Regions from separate parts of the Pan troglodytes genome. Here region 1 is linked to region 2. A link is a contact called in public HiChIP or PLAC-seq data. All regions are on one chromosome and are shown on one strand. Each heading gives the region's core, a stretch centred on a gene start, on an enhancer-like site or on the middle of the called end of the contact. The rest is flanking DNA. Distances are from core to core; before and after follow the strand shown.

Evidence for each region. HiChIP or PLAC-seq counts read pairs in DNA pulled down with a chosen protein or histone mark.
Region 1: an H3K4me3 HiChIP or PLAC-seq map of stem cell-derived excitatory neurons shows a contact between it and region 2, with 11 times the contacts expected there. The contact joins two enhancer-like sites. A contact is called at or near these places in 1 of 7 Hi-C or Micro-C datasets (stem cell-derived neural progenitor cells) and 1 of 1 datasets of contacts at active chromatin or transcription factors (stem cell-derived excitatory neurons).

Annotation. Positions count from the first base shown.
Region 1 is chr6:100,645,137-100,650,129 of NHGRI_mPanTro3-v2.0_pri, reverse strand. FZD1 (frizzled class receptor 1) reads right to left here. Exons shown (of 1, transcript XM_016945222.4): 1 at 1-4,993. The coding sequence starts at 1,596. Among named protein-coding and RNA genes, the nearest start is that of FZD1, 5.4 kb to the right of the region's middle. Within about 2 kb of position 2,064, at least 21 of the 24 cell types and tissues checked have an H3K27ac peak or open chromatin away from gene starts, as enhancers often do. A contact at or near this core is called in stem cell-derived excitatory neurons, where this site is marked.
Region 2 is chr6:100,514,411-100,519,607 of NHGRI_mPanTro3-v2.0_pri, reverse strand. All of the region lies in intron 14 of CDK14 (cyclin dependent kinase 14), which reads right to left. Among named protein-coding and RNA genes, the nearest start is that of FZD1, 130 kb to the left of the region's middle. Within about 2 kb of position 2,892, at least 4 of the 24 cell types and tissues checked have an H3K27ac peak or open chromatin away from gene starts, as enhancers often do. A contact at or near this core is called in stem cell-derived excitatory neurons, where this site is marked.

The DNA.
Region 1 (4,993 bases), core at 815-3,314, 130 kb before region 2:
GCGCACCATGAGCTTCTCCAGCTTCTCGGTCTTGGTGCCATCGTGCTTCATGATGGTGCGGATGCGGAAGAGCGACACAAAGCCGGCCAGCAGAAAGGACGTGCCGATAAACAGGTACACGAAGAGGGGCGCCAGCACGAAGCCACGCAGCGCGTCCACGTTGTTAAGCCCCACGAAGCACACTCCGCTCAGCACATCGCCGTCCACCTGGCCCAGCGCCAGGATGGTGATGGTCTTGATGGCCGGCACAGCCCAGGCGGCCAGGTGAAAATACTGTGAGTTGGCTTCGATGGCCTCGTGGCCCCACTTCATGCCAGCCGCCAGGAACCAGGTGAGCGACAGGATCACCCACCAGATGGAGCTGGCCATGCTGAAGAAGTAGAGCATCATGAAGAGGATGGTGCAGCCCTCCTTCTTGGTGCCCTGCGCCACAGTGCGTGCCCCGTCCTCGGCGAACTTGTCATTACACACCACTCGGTCTTCCAGGAGGAAGCCGGCGATGTAGGCCACGGCCACGGCCGTGTAACAGCCGGACAAGAAGATGATGGGCCGCTCCGGGTAGCTGAAGCGCCGCATGTCCACCAGGTACGTAAGCACCGTGAAGAGCGTGGAGGCGCAGCACAGCACTGACCAAATGCCAATCCAGGTGCGCGAGAAGCGCAGCTCCTCGGGCCCGAAGTACATGAGCCCATACACCTTGGTCGGCTCACAAGGTGCGCCGCAGTCCTTCTCCCCCAGGAAGTGGTAGTTGAGGTAGGAGGGCACCTTGAGGGCGCGCGGGCAGGAGAACTTTCCTCGCTCCGACGCGCCGGCGCCCCCCGGGAAGCCGCCACGGTGCCCTCCGCCGCCGTGCTGAGGGTTGCTGGTCCAGAACTCTGGAAGCAGCGAGGGCGTCGGGGTGCCCTTGTCGGACGTGTTCTGGCCCACGCACAGCTCGCCGGCGCCGTGCACCGGGAACTTCTCGCACTTGAGCGTGTCTGGCCACTGGAAACCGAACTTGTTCATGAGCGCCTCGCAGCCCTGGCGCGCGCGCTCGCACAGGGAGCGGCAGGGCGGCAGCGCCTGCTCTAGCACGGTGCACACGGGCGCGTACATGGAGCACAGGAAGAACTTGAGCTCAGCGGAACACTGCACTTTCACTAGAGGGTAGAACTGGTGCACCTCCAGGCCCGCGTCCTCCTGGTTCGTGTGGCCCAGCAGGTTGGGCATGATGGTCTGGTTGTACGCGATGTCCGTGCACAGCGGGATGGAGATGGGCTGGCAATAGCCGTGGTCCGGGATGGAGATGCCCCGCTCGCCGTTGTACTGCTGCCCGCTCTGTTGCTGCTGAGGCGGCGGCGGCGGTTGCTGCCCCGGCCCGGGCCCCTGGCCCGCCGCCTGGGCCCGGACCCCCAGCAGCAGCGGAGCCTCCAGCAGCCAAAGCAGCAGCAGCAGCTGGCGCGCCAATCGCCGGGGGTCAACTGGGGGGCGGCGGCGGCCACCGGCGTCCCCGCTGCCCTCCTCCGCCAGCCGGGCCGAGAGCGCCCCGGCACAAAGTTCCCAGCTCGCGCCACCGCCGGCGGCCCGGGACTTCTTAGGCGCCTCCTCCTCAGCCATACTTTCTCGGCTCCTCTCTTGGCGCCGCTCCGCTGGGGCTGCCAGGGGCACGGCCGGCGGCGGCTCCCCCTGCGGCCAGGGAGACCTCTGCGCCGGTGCCCTCCGTCGAGCCCAAGCCGCTTTCGGCCCGCTCCCCCGGCTCCTGTTCTGCGTACCGCAGCCGCCGCCGCCGCGGAAACTTGCGATTCATGAAGCGCGGGCGGCGGGGAGAACCCGGGTGGCTCGGGCGCGCCGGGGTCGTGTCCCGCCTTCCTGGCCCTCGGCTCGCTGACTCCCGGCTGGCGGCGCCGCGCTAGTGGCCGCGGCCCCGTAGAGAGCGCAACTCTCCGCAGCCCAGCGGGCTCGGCTCCCCCCTGCGCCTCCGCCTCCTTCTCCGCCGCCGCCGCCTGACCATTTGTGTCAATCCCTCAACTCGCTCCCTCTCCTCTGCCTCGCGCGCCCTCGGACCGGTTTCCAGGCGCCCCGCAGTCTGTCTTTCACCAGGAGGGAGGAGCCTTGAAACCGACGCAGAACTGGAGGCTCAGGGACCGTCGCCCAATCGCGGCTCCGGCTTCCCGGCGCAAAGGGAGCCGGCCGCCTCCTCGCCAGAGCTAAAGCCAGCGGCAGGCGGGCGGGGTAGGAGGAGGCGGGAGGAGGAGGAAGTAGTAGTGGTGGCACTACTCAGGCACAAAGAGTAGGATTGCTCTGAAGCGGGACAGGCTTGGTTGCTTTTGCTTTTTCAGAAGAAAAAGGCGAGGATACGTAGGAGAATGGTCCCATATGCTGCTGGAGATAATGAATAGGAGTCAGAGGACCGCGGGACTTCGCTTTTCTTTTCTTTTATCCATTGTCATGTTTAAAAATCCTGCTCTTAACGCTGGTTACCAACAGCAAACCGGGTTCTGCTTCCAGAACAGATGCCTTTGACTTAAGGAGCGCACGGTTTCCTTTGAGTTTGTGTCTGTCGAGGTTTTGTTTAAAATATTACATTAATAAATCCTCCAGTTCGCAAGCTGGGCTTGGCGGGCTTTGGTCGCGCCATTTCCCCAGAGGAGACGTTCACGGGATCGCTGTCAAATGAAACAAAACACAAACTTTGATGGAATTTGGAAAGTAAAGCCAGATGCGCCTTCTGCTACTATCATTCTTCTTGGAGTCAAACTCCTTTTTTTCCGCCTCTTTAATCAAGTCAGAAACAGAAGCAAAAGAAAACTATCCATTAAATTTTTGGAGAGAAAAACTTAAGAACCCGACGACCGAGGCAGTGGGGGCGCCTCTCTGGGATCGTCCTCGCCGCTCCAGACCGCAGAGGTGGCGCCGGCGGGAGCTGCACTCGCCGGCAGCCTGGGCCCTTGGGGAGCCTTTCTAAACCCTGGGGACGCCCACGGCTCCGATGGGAACTCCTGGGACCTGGGCCATTTAGGTTCCACAGGCTGGGCTGCAGAGCTGGAGACGCCAGTTTAATAAACAAAACAAACAGTCTGAAAGCAAACAGCGAACTGCACATTCTCTTCCTAATTCCAAAACAACATAATCCGTCTCAACAGACGCACATTAATGTTGTTTTCCTTGTAAGATTATTTTAAATGATGGTTTGACTATGTAATTCAGTTTTATAAGAAAAGTGCCATTGGACTATTAATTCTTCAATTTTTTTTTTTTTTTGCCTGTGATCAGACTCTATCTCAGCGTACTTTTCACCTATTACTTTCTATCATTCATTTACACATTCATTTGTTTAATAGATACCAACCACCCATTGTGCTATAAGCACTCTTAGGTCGTAGAGTATAAAATGAAGGAGACCTGTGCCAGCCTTAGAGAGGGGCATAGTACAGTGAGGCACAGAAATGCAAATCACTTGTTACAGTGTCCATCCCAAAGCCAAAAAGGCACATAGAAAGCAACCAGCTCAGATGAAATGGGGTTCTGACGGAGAGGTAGGTGCAAGGTGCAAAAGATTAAAGCTCAAATTCACTTGAATTGCTGAAGGGGGCCAGAGAGGTGAGTGTAGCTGAGGCACTTTGAGGGGAGGCAGGAGAAAAGGTTTTAATCCAGACTAAAACGTTTGGGCCAAATTATACAGAAAATAGAAAACTATTGAAGGTCACTTTCCCCATATAAGCAGGGAGTGATTTCAGGGTGACTGAAAGAGGGCACCTGAGGCAGGCTGTCATTAGGAAGCTTTAACATTCATCTACACATAAAGGTTACTACTTAGATGGGTGTTACTTGTACTACATGCTAACAAGTCTCTGAGAATTTCACTACCCAGCATGTTGGTGTCTATAAAGAAGGTGCAGTCATATCTTTACCTGCTAAAGCAAAATGACATCTGTTTGTCTCAGATACATATGTTATTGTTTTTCAAATGTTTATATAAGCAGTACCTTCATAAAATGCATTTTTGCTTTAAAGTATTTCTGATTGCTAGCATTTTTTTAAAGCAACAGGTACTAAATGTACAATTATGTGAGCATGTGTACGTGTGTTGACTGTAATTTATGACACATTTTGATATTGAAAAGGAGGTTGGGAAGCACAGCTCTCTGAAGTCCTTTGAACCGTTCAATAAGTGTTCATTTTCACTCTAGCATCCTGGCCCCCAGGCTCCCAGGGACACTTTTTCTCTAGCCTTTCCACTCTGATGCTCATTCCTCTGCTGATAGTATCCCATGTTTAGGAACTTTATCAAGCCATCTCTCTCCTATCACTCCTGTCTTGGAAAGATTTAACCTGTCTTGTGTTCTATTCTCTGAAGTCATTCGAGCTGACTAGGCTGAGTGAAACGTGAATTTATTCTGATGTGTTAATTACCAAGAAGCATCACATGTGTTAAACATCCATCCATCCCTACCATCACTCCAAATCCTTCTCCTTCTCCCCTAAGGGGTTGGGGCACAGAGATATGGCAGAGCACTCAGTTCTGTTTCTCAGAGTAGAAGACACTCTCTTGCTTCAAAAGTTGTTCTACTGAAATTCTTGAACTTGTTTTATGTTTCACCTGACAGTGAAGTTTACTACGAGGAGGCTCAGAAGTACAGCTAGAGTTAGAGAGAGAGAGAGAAAAAATGTCATTCTTACCAGATTATGAAACTGGAAGCAACCAAAAATGTCATCTAGAAATGAGTTAATTTTCTGCAATCTACAATTAAGAATATTGGACCCAGAAATATTAAGGGATGTGCCTCACTTTAAATGGCCCTATTTGGCTTGAATTTCATTAGAAGCTTATTTTAATCCTTCTATGTTATTTTAAGTAGCTATAGTTCTTTTTATCTTTTTTTAAAAGTTAGTTTTCTGTGGAAGTTCTCCCTCATAGAATGTATAAATAAAAGACCTTATAACATTTTAAAAAAATCATTTTCTGAGAGTTGTCTTTCAAAGTTAAAAAAAACCAACAAACTTGATTTTCATT
Region 2 (5,197 bases), core at 1,643-4,142:
TTATTTTGCTAACATGCATTGATCATTTGGAAAACATTGATTTAGTGAGTTATGCAGGTATTTCAAGGGTTGACACGTTTCACTATATAATATCAAAAAAATCATACTTGTTTATATTACCACCAATCTCATTATCACTGTCCAGTTCACAGTGGCAAATAAAAGCTACCCATAGTGTTCTCAAATTCAAATTTTCTATTGAAAGCTCTAATTTTATCAACAAATTACTACTGTTTTTTTTGCTTTGGTGATGAACTCATTTTTGGTTCCTTTCTGAGAAGATGTCTGCCAAATACCCAAGTCTGAATAACCATAGTTTTTCCTGTCAGTCATTCTTTCAAGTAAAAACCATATGCCTGGAAAAAAGCAGTTAGTTCAGCTTACAACTCAAACAACTGTACAAGAGTTTTCCTTGAGACAACCATGGTAACTAGGTATCCAGTGGAAATGACTTAGGCAAACTTCCCATTTAGTCACACAGTATATTAAGAAGACATTTACCTAAAAGTAGAGGTTTAATAAAATCATTACTTTTAATTTCCTCATCAAGAATATTATTAAGTGAAGCTTTTTCTGCCCCCTCCAAAATTGAATTGTGTGGTTGTGAAGACACAGTGCCCAGGAATACAGTTTAGAGTGTCACTGCTTTGATTCATGCTAAGGAGCCAGCAGTTTTACCCTCCATTGCTTTTGCACCACTAGTGCAAATGTCAACACAGTGTAAATGGCAAAGAATATCTTAGTGTTATTATGAAAACAGTTTTGACCCCATGAAGGCCCTGGGCATGAAGCCCCTGGGGATCCACATGGTATATGGACCACACTTTGAGATCTGCTGACATAAAAGACGATGATAAAACTATCATTTCTTTTCTTTAGTATCCAGGGACCTTCTCTGAGGAGAACCCACAAAACTGAAAGTAAGACTTTTAACACATGGTTACTCAATCCACAGAGTTGTGGAAACGTTCAACAAAGAGTATGATAAACATAAGAATGTCAATATGTACCAGCAATTAGTTAATGGAGAGGAGATGGATTGAGAAGAATGTAAAATACTGGAGAGTCTAAGAAGTCAGTGAGTGCAGAGCTGACTCTGCAATGTGGAATTGAGAGGAGGGGCTGGAGAAAAGGGTAGGCAATGAGACCAGGCATGCACAAACACCACCAATTCACCCCTGCAGTCTGCAGGGCCAGGAGCCTTCAACTTGCCTGTCTTGAGTGGTAAGGGCTTCTTACTTAAAGGTACAGACTGGGAAACCTACTTGTTACTTGTAGACAACTATACCCAATTATTTTATTATAACATTTTTTTGACAATGTTTTCCCTCAAAGTGGTTTGTTTATTTATTAATCTAATAAATCTGTCAGTTATTAACAAATTGGGTTTCTGTGAAAGATAAAAAATCTTAACGTTAGGTGAACCATTTCAGACAGCATTCTATAAAAATTTTGTTTTCAAGGCCAGCTTCTGGACCACACAATACAATTCCCAAATGAGGGGATGAGTGGATTCACACTGATGTTTAAATTTTTATATTTGACAGAACTAATGCAGTATATCTTGACAGCTATATACAGTAGCTTAATGCTAAGCTTTTTATGCTGAATACAGAATGGAATGAATTTTGCACCAGTGTTTTGGACTAGGAGGTTTTAAGATTCCTATTCACATTACACAGCAGTCTGAGGCTGCTTGATAAAACAAGCCTTGGCTATTTAACAACTGCCTCATAAAATGTCTCAATGTTTAAGAGAAACCCAAGGCAAAGACATTTTGAAAATATACATTTTAACCAGAATCTGGATGCTAAGTAAACATCCTTTAGTGTTCAGCCAGAAAGACTTGCAGCTGTGGCATTTGTGACTTAACAAGATGAAGATCTCCACGCCAAAAGATAAATGATATCATAAAAGTTTCTTATCAAAACAAAATACGTTTTCGGATGGAATTTATGTTTAAAAAAAGGCTTTAAACAAAAGCTCATTTGATACATTGTAAAAATACTGGAAGCCTTTAATTTGGAGTTTAGTATGAATACATGCGAGGCAATACTATTTTCTGTTTTGCCACTGTGTTCTCTTTTTATAAACTGCAGATTAATTTCCTCTATAACAGCAACTTTTTAGTTTAGTTTTGTTTGTAAATAAGGTTACTGTAAATTGTTAACTTTATAGTAGAATATTAAATTCTAGATGAATTGACATGTAGGCAGCAATGAAATTGGAGAACTTCTCCTTTAAAAAAAAAGAAGTTAAAATTTTAACATTGTACCAAAATAGGACACAGTCATATTCTAAAATGTACATACATTTTTTCACATGGATTAGACACAAATCTCCCAAAGGGCATGTGGTCTCTTCTATCAATGAGACTGCACGTGAATCCGGAACCCTGGTTTGATATGTGCAGCCTAGCTAACCACTGAGTATAAACACCAACCCTGTTATAATTCAGTATGCAACTAAGCTAGTCTTCCACACTAGCAGAGGGGGGGAAAATCCCTCTTATTTTCTAAAGTTGCCCATCTCTATCCGCTTCTGTCGAATTGCCACAATTGCCCAGATAAAACATTTGAGAGTATGTCAGCTTTGATTAATGTAACATGACCTGATCATTTCCACAGTTAAGAATAAAGAAGTTTGCTTTCTTTAAATCCAAAGCTCAACCTGGAGATTATGCTAAGTTGCTTCATTCATAGTCCACACTCCTCTGCTCATGTCAGAAGGACAGCATTTGTCCCCTCTAGTGATAAACAAATTATACATGAAATCAATTCCACTTCACAATCATTTTCCCTATTGGGTATTATCTTTCCTTCCCTGCTCCCTCCAGTTAAGCCCACATCCTGTAACTTGCTAATGAGCCGAGAGCTTTCTGTTCCAGGTGGCACCCCCTGCCTCGAAGTCATGACATTTCCCATTTCGAATGCTGCTGGCATTTTTCGACAGCTCCTGCTAACTAGCCTTTTTGACCTGCACTAAGAGGAACTCATCTGATCGAATCCTCTAACCTGCCAATCATTCCAGCAAATGATCTTCACAGTCACTCCCAAGGCAGGAATGGAAGGAAAAAAAAATAAAAAAAGGAAAAGCGAGTGAGAGAATGAGGGAGTAGGCAAGCGGCTGCCTCTGCAGCTACCTAATGAGAATACTTTAAGTCTCTGAGGCAGCTGAAACACTGAAAAACTGGTGGGAAAATTAGGACACAACTGAATGCCTGGCTCTGTAATTACTGATTTCTTTCCATCCTGAGATCATTTTGAGAGCTACACCTCTGAGATGTGCCAGTTTCTAAAGAACACAAGATATATCCCACCTTACGTAGAGAAAATAGATTTATTTCTCCTGCCACTATCAATATGCAATTCTCATAATCCCACTCTGTCAAACAGCATCCTTTGCAGAATTAATTATGTGCTATAAGCTCGTTAAGTGTGCATTTGTAAACTAGGGATGATTATAATATTTGCCACAGTGAAGAAAGAACCTCTTTTTTTCTCAGGCATATTTTAAATGTTACCAACATTTAGGGGTGTTAATTTTTACATATTCACATAAAAACAAACAGGTATGGTGGAGGTTGGTATGGCACCAGGGAGGATTAAATTCTTGACACCGACAAAAAGAGGATAATCTGGGCATTCTTAACTAATAGAGGTGAAATAATTTTTTTCCTTCCAGATTTTTCCTGCCTGTGCAGAATCAGTTTATTTAATTATATTTAAACTTAGTGGGGCCTTGGCCCACAGAATAACCCTATTATTTTAGGAAGAATGATCCCGGAGATGGTTAATTTGGCAATGTATCACAACTCTAGGTATCTTAATATGGAGTAGATTTGTTGACCAAGGAAAGATACAATATAATTATGTGTTATCATTATACCATTGTATGTAATAATGTAAAATAAATACTGTACATGATTTAATTGCACATTATAATCACACATCTTTCCCCATTTATAGTAATTAGGCCAATAGCCCCATTTACAGTAATTATTATATGTAATTGAGGGCATTTTACTAATTGCATTGAAAATGATAATCCAGAGCAATTAAAAATCCAAGGGCACTATACGTAATGCAAACTACATTAAGAGAATGGTGATAATTTAAAGGGAAAAAATTCACCCCAATATTGAGGTTAACAGTTCAGTATTTGATTCCATGCTTAGCATACAGGGTTATTTTTATAATGAGATAAATTTCCACCAATGACTCTAACTTTTGTTTTTTTTTTCTAGATTGTGTACATTATTTCCCTAAATGGAAAAGTAACCTTTGATTAATCTATGATGTTATCTTCACAACTCAAGGACTGCTGAAAAATTATTCTTTTTGGCTGTATGAATGGTGTGTGTTTGTGTGTGTGTGTGTGTGTGTGTGCATGCGTTGGTTAGCAGAGAAAGCAGCTATCCTAAATTCCAAAAGATGCTCAGTAAACCATTCATTTGCACAACCAATTTGATGCTCTTAAAGGCTTTATTCACAGAAGCAATTCAGAGTATTGCAAACTTTTTCTTAATTATACTTGTAATACTTTAGCTAAAGTGTTTAACTTTGTCTATCAGAACACATTCAGGTTGCAATTTTCATTACATTTGCTATCTGTCTAGAATTTTAATGTGTTTAAGGACATGAAACCCTGGCTCTTGTCCCCAGGCCCCAGTGTCTAGCCCTCCCTGATCCCACTCCCCATTTCTACCCAGACAAAGCTCCCATGTGAAGAATATCGCAGAAGGAGTGACGAGTATCCATGGGACAGCGGGAATAGTTTCCAGCTTCTTTTTGCCTTTCCTTCTCGACATTGTCATTTAGACATTGTCCTCTGTGCATTCAAATGTCATCCCAGACCATCAGCCCACTTCAACTCAAACAGCCTCCTTTTATGCTTAGACACTTCTTAGAGTATCAGCAGACCACAAAGACTGTCTAGTGGGACTCAGCTGCTATACTGGTATTAATAATACAATACAGTGCACTTAGGGCATAGACAATTCCTTCTGTATCCCAAATTCACAAGAATCAACATTAAATGAAAAAGAAAAATACAGCACCTGAACTGATTCTAACTACTTTCTATATGTGACTGCCAACTTCCTTGTAATAAATATTGTGGTTACTAGCCACGTCACAGCTTGGGCCCACTATTTATAAGAAAGCTTCACTCATATTATGCTGCTGGCTAAATAGTC